2 separate regions of the Mus musculus genome follow, and region 2 is linked to region 1. Evidence: chromatin contacts called from public Hi-C data. All regions are on one chromosome and are shown on one strand. Each heading gives the region's core, a stretch centred on a gene start, on an enhancer-like site or on the middle of the called end of the contact. The rest is flanking DNA. Distances are from core to core; before and after follow the strand shown. Region 1 has its middle 200 kb from the start of Mir3961. Region 2 overlaps Mef2c (myocyte enhancer factor 2C).

The links. Hi-C and Micro-C count contacts between places; a contact is called where the count stands out from the background.
Region 2: a Hi-C map of B cells shows a contact between it and region 1, with 3 times the contacts expected there. The contact joins two enhancer-like sites. A contact is called at or near these places in 4 of 15 datasets of contacts at CTCF or cohesin (the NIH/3T3 cell line, large pre-B cells, pro-B cells and 1 more), 15 of 484 Hi-C or Micro-C datasets (B cells, CD4 T cells, the HPC-5 cell line and 10 more), 1 of 115 datasets of contacts at active chromatin or transcription factors (large pre-B cells) and 1 of 9 other capture datasets (embryonic stem cells).

The regions. Positions count from the first base shown.
Region 1 is chr13:82,495,426-82,498,125 of GRCm38.p6, reverse strand. No RefSeq gene overlaps it. Among named protein-coding and RNA genes, the nearest start is that of Mir3961, 200 kb to the left of the region's middle. Within about 2 kb of position 1,340, at least 1 of the 459 cell types and tissues checked has an H3K27ac peak or open chromatin away from gene starts, as enhancers often do. A contact at or near this core is called in B cells, where this site is marked.
Region 2 is chr13:83,653,860-83,656,559 of GRCm38.p6, reverse strand. Mef2c (myocyte enhancer factor 2C) reads right to left here. Exons shown (of 11, transcript NM_001347575.1): 8 at 1,939-1,962; 9 at 924-1,053; 10 at 208-343. It overlaps Gm52044 (a long non-coding RNA gene), which reads left to right. Exons shown (of 3, transcript XR_003950630.1): 3 at 1-2,700. Among named protein-coding and RNA genes, the nearest start is that of Gm52044, 7.1 kb to the left of the region's middle. Within about 2 kb of position 1,394, at least 40 of the 459 cell types and tissues checked have an H3K27ac peak or open chromatin away from gene starts, as enhancers often do. A contact at or near this core is called in B cells, where this site is marked.

The DNA.
Region 1 (2,700 bases), core at 91-2,590:
ATATGATTTTAAATCTGAATCTTGCTTTTCGGGTTGGTTGGGGTATCCAGGACTCACTGTGTTAGGCATACTGGGTTCTGATGATGACGAGTGGCCTTGGTTTCTGTTAGTAAGATTCTTACATTTGCCTTTTGCCACCTGGTAATCTCTGGGGTTAGATGTTGTAGATCTCTCTGGCTGAAACTTGTTCCTCCTATGATTCTTTAGCCTCTGTCAGCACTCCTAGGATTCCAACTCTCTCCTGAGTCCCAGTGGTCAGTGCACTCTCTGCAGGCAAGCTCTCTTCCAGAGAAGGTGCACAGAAGTCTGGAGCTCAGATCCACCTCCTGAGTCCCGGAGTCAGTGCCATCCCTGGAGTCCAACTCTCCCCTTATGGGGAAGGTGCCCAGGGGTCTGGATCTCAGCTCTGCCTCCTGGCTGAGGAAGAAGGCCTGAAGGGAGTCTGTCCAAGAAGCTCTATTGCTTCTGCCACCCATGTTCTCTCCTTTGTAGACTGGTCTCAGTGATCCCAAGATCCTGGATGTGCTTGGGCCTTCCTAGTTTGTGCCCAAGATGGGGCAGGGATGGCACAGACCCAAAGCATCCCCAGTGCTTATTGGGCAGGTTTCCTTTGTCCCTGTTCCTGCTGGCACAAGACCCTCCTGGTTTTTTTGGAACAATTGTTCCACTCTCTTTCTATTTTAAAGCTTCAAACCATCATTAATAGTTTTTTTTATTAGATACTTTCTTTATTTACATTTCAAATGTTATCTCCCATCCTAGTTCTCTCTCCAAAAACCCCTTATCCATTCCTCCATTTCTCCTGCTCACCAACGGACCCACTCCCTCTTTCTGGCTCTGGTAGTCCCCTATACTGGGGCATAGAACCTTCACAGGACCAAGGGCTTCTCATCCCATTGATGACTAACTAGGCCATCCTCTGCTACATATGTAGCTAGAGCCATGAGTCCCAGCAAGTGTTTCCTTTGGTTGGTGATTTAGTCCTAGGGAGCTCTTGAGATACTCGTTAGTTCATGTTAGTTTTTCATAGCAACGGCATACTCTCTGACAGCAGCATCTGTAATCATTACTTTTTGTTAATTTAATAAAATGCTGTCACCAAAAGCATGTTACACAAGAAAGACTTCATTTTTGTTCACAAGTCTCAGAGGCATTTCATAATAGCAGAAGAGGCACAGCAGCAGGCAGCTGGAGCAGAAAACTCAGAGATCTCTTCTTCAACTACAAACACAAAACCAAGAAAAAAAACAAAAACAGAAGAACCAACCTGTCCTATGGTGACTTACTCCTTCTACCAATGTTTCACGCTCCCCATAACTGTCCCAACAGTACCACCAACTGGTGACCAGGTGTTCAAATACCTGAAACTCTCAGGTCATTTCTATTTCAAAGTTTCACAATTACTTACAGTTTACCATCATGTCCTTGCCTCTGCTAGGTGGGGTTGATCCCCGTACCACATCCTAAAGACATACTTTCTAGAGGTAACAGTGGTGTAGTTGTCTCAGTTTATAACCAAAAAAATATACCCTATGATAAAGATTTACATCCCAGAAATTGACATGGAAGAAACCACAAGAAGTTTTAAGGCAATAGAATAAGAAACACAGAAATTAGAGAATCCAGTTATGAATATATTAATGATTAAGTTATAGTTCTTAAAAGCTGGGCATTTGATATACTTATGCCCTGTGAGAGTCTATCAAAAAGTACTACAGAATCATACCATTAAATTTAGGACTTAATGACTAGGGTAGACTTCTCTTGATTTTATCCTTATAGGTTTAAAAATGTCCACAGGTAAGATTATTTTACTTAGACTGCATTGTATCTACTGTAATGAAATGTTTCATGGTGCTTTAGAATTCTTTGAGGTAGAGGAAGAAAGAGGTACGCACTTTGGAATCAGCTGGATAATCTACTATAAAAACACAAACTTCCATGGGCCACTTGAATGCGACTTTAGGGAACAAAAATATGTAGAGTCTTGCCTGTGCCATAAACTTAAACCCATACTCCTAAATTACTATAACTTAATTATTTTAAATTCCTTTGCTCCTTTTCCAGGACAAAATTAAGATTTGAAAAACATGCCATGAATTTCAATGATAATAAGCTTCTAAGCCCATCAAATATTATTAATGTTTTACTCAATAAATATTGATTAAAGAAATGCCTGTTTAGTAACTTCTTTCCCACATTTCTGATCACTCATCTGAGATTATACTCCTTCAGTCTAAATTATGTAGGCTTTTCCTTTTAGTTACTATTTCTGTTGTTGCATTTGATGCTCATTTATGCATATAACATTATATTAATTTATAGAATGTAGTCAAAACCTTTACAACACTAGTTTTGTTAGCTATATCATTATTCTGTCGTCTTCTATCCATTGTAGTACTCAAGAAATACCATATCTTGGGTTTGTGAAGACAGCTCAGTATGTAAAGTAATTGCGGCATGAGATCATATTCCTAGTATGTACAACATTTCAAGTATGGCTGGATATGTCTGTTAACTGAGACTTAAATGCAGCAGGGGAGCATGTGCTTGGAGAGGCCTTTCCAGGGCTTGATATCCAGCTCACTGAGACTAGTTGAAAGGGCAGCTCCATGTTCTCCTGGAGAGATCCTACTTTAAAAAGGAATAATAGGAATAATAACAAGAAGATAATCAAATTGAAATCATGAATGTCATAGC
Region 2 (2,700 bases), core at 145-2,644, 1.2 Mb before region 1:
TGTGCCTAACTGTTAGCACTCGCCCTTCACCAACAAACACGGGAAGGAATATTTAAGCTACTTGAAATATGTGATCAGAAAGTGGCTTTCCCAGCAATCAAATGTTATGCCCTTTAATGGACATGAAAGCGCATTGTTGAAGACAGACTTCTATCATGTAAAAGATACAGTCTCTGATTATGAAATAAAGACATAACTATTGCTTACCCCAACTGACTGAGGGCAGATGGCGGCATGTTATGTAGGTGCTGCTGCTGCCAGCCAGTTACAGAGCCGAGGTGGAGCGCACTGGCAGTGTTGAAGCCAGACAGAGATGACAGATCTGCGCTACTCAGAGAGTACTCTAGATGGGAGCGAAGGAGCGGCAAGGAGAGAGAGAGAGAGAGAGACAATTAGACTGTCAAATGGTAAGCAAAATCACACAGTTTCAACCTCTAAAACATACTTTGAATCAAAGTTTTTTGATTTAGGAAAAGAAGAAAATAAAACACCACGGATAATTTGAATTTAAAAAGAAAAAAAAAATATTATCCATCTGAGTAAGGATGTCACACTAGATCCACAGTAATAGATCCTGAAATGTTAGCACATTATACTAGCTTTGTTTAAAAGTGTAAAGGATCTATATATTTTATGATCTAGAAATAGGTTTTACATTAAAAATCTTCAAGAAAGTGAGTGTTCTACTACATTAAAGAGACAGTAGCTCAGTTTCTTTGAAATATTGAATTCGATTTGAGTAAATAAAACTTCCCATCACTTAAAAAGGAGCACTGTAGATCACTGAGTAAGACAGAGGTGCTTGTACCATGCATTCTGGACACAGGCCCCACACGAGCTCCCAACAGGGCAAAGAAAATAACTTTTAAAATATGCTTTTTAAAGTGTTTACTGTAATATTTGCACATAGCAAAGCTACTCACCAGTACCATATGTTGTTGAAATGGCTGATGGATATCCTCCCATTCCTTGTCCTGGTAAAGTAGGAGTTGCTACGGAAACCACCGGGGTAGCCAATGACTGAGCCGACTGGGAGTTATTTATCCTTTGATTCTTTTAAAGTAAATAAAAAGACATTATTGGTGGCAGATTTTAAAAAGTTAAAAATATTAGGTCTCACTATTAGTTTTTCACATAAAGAAATAAGTTGGTACAAAGCTCATGAAATTAATCATTTAACATGTGTCTCTATGAACTCTGCCAACCCTATCATTTACAATCCTTCAAGAGACCAGCTGTTGCCATAGTAACCCATTACATCAGTATCTCCTAGGCAACTGAACTAGTAACAAGTACCATAGCTTTATTATGGGTAAAAACAGACTACGTTGAGAACTGATGAAATATGTATACTGTACTGCTATTGTTTCAGTTTTATTCAAATGCAAATTAAAAAATTAAAATCAACCATAGTGGGTTTTGTGATCAGTTCTATGTACAGCAGAGCTGATAGATATGATTCAGGCTATGTTATGGCCAGCAGGTGGCGCTATGACCACTTTCTTCTGCTTCGACTTCCTTGCAAAAGGATGGCAAAGTAGCTAATGCCAGTATTTAACTCCTAATAGCCAGGAGGTAAAGGATGCTTACGCTCAAAATCCTGGTATTTTAAATTTTGAAAGAATAAGTGTCTTACTATTTAATAGCTAAAGATGCATTTTTGTGTTTCTATTTTAGAGTAAGTTCAGTCTTAATATTTAAAACATGGTCTTTAGGTAAAAGGTGGGGACAGAGGAAAAAGGCCTACAAAAACCAGCTATGCTTTCCACAGGCTGTCAATGATCCTAGAAATTAATGGTGTTTAAGCATAATCAGTACCCTCATTTATTGAGGTAAGTTTTAAAATCTTTCTGTTTGATCACAGCTAGCACCTTTCACTGAGGTAGTTCTGTTATCTTCCCGAGCATGCCCTTCAAGGGACGAGTCCTTCCCACTTACCAACAGCAGATCCACATCCTCAGACTGAGAGCATGGGGAAGGAGGGAAGGAGTTTATTAATTAGTGTCTGTAAATATTTATAACTGTGAAAATCTTTCTAGCAAAAGGAGATGCATCTTCTGATAGACGCAACAGTTTAAACAGCTTGGCACACGGGATGCCAAAGACAACTCCTTAACAAAGACATTCTTTGTTTCTCTTAGTGAGGTGTTCCTTGTCTCAAACCTGAAGACTGTCTATCTTGTTTGCAGCACAGGTCATTGTCTCTCTGTTTACTGTTGTGCCCCATACTTTGATAAAAAGATAATAGGAATCTACTTTAAACCCTACTTGCTAGAGGAAAAGGGAGTCATACATGACGAGAGTGAGAGCGAGAGAGAGAGAGAGCGAGAGAGAGAGAGAGAGAGAGAGAGAGAGAGAGAGAGAGAGAGAGAGAGAGAGAGAAAGAGAGAGAAGAGAGAGAGAAAGGGGGGGCTGATCCATGGGAATGTGTCAGTTTTAAGGGATATGGGATAAATGTGATGAGAGACACTGTGTGCCCTGCCTGACCCACACTCACAGCATCACTGTGGGAGGTTTTATTTCTTAGACTCAGGCTTTTCTAAAGGAAATGTCACATGTTATTTGATTTTAGCTAAATGCACAAAATGAATATATAATAAACAATCAGTTCACAGGACTATTTCACTCCTAGGCATGGCACAGAACAGAGAATTCTAAAACAAAGCAAAACAGAAGGAAATGTTTGTGGGGTAATTTAAA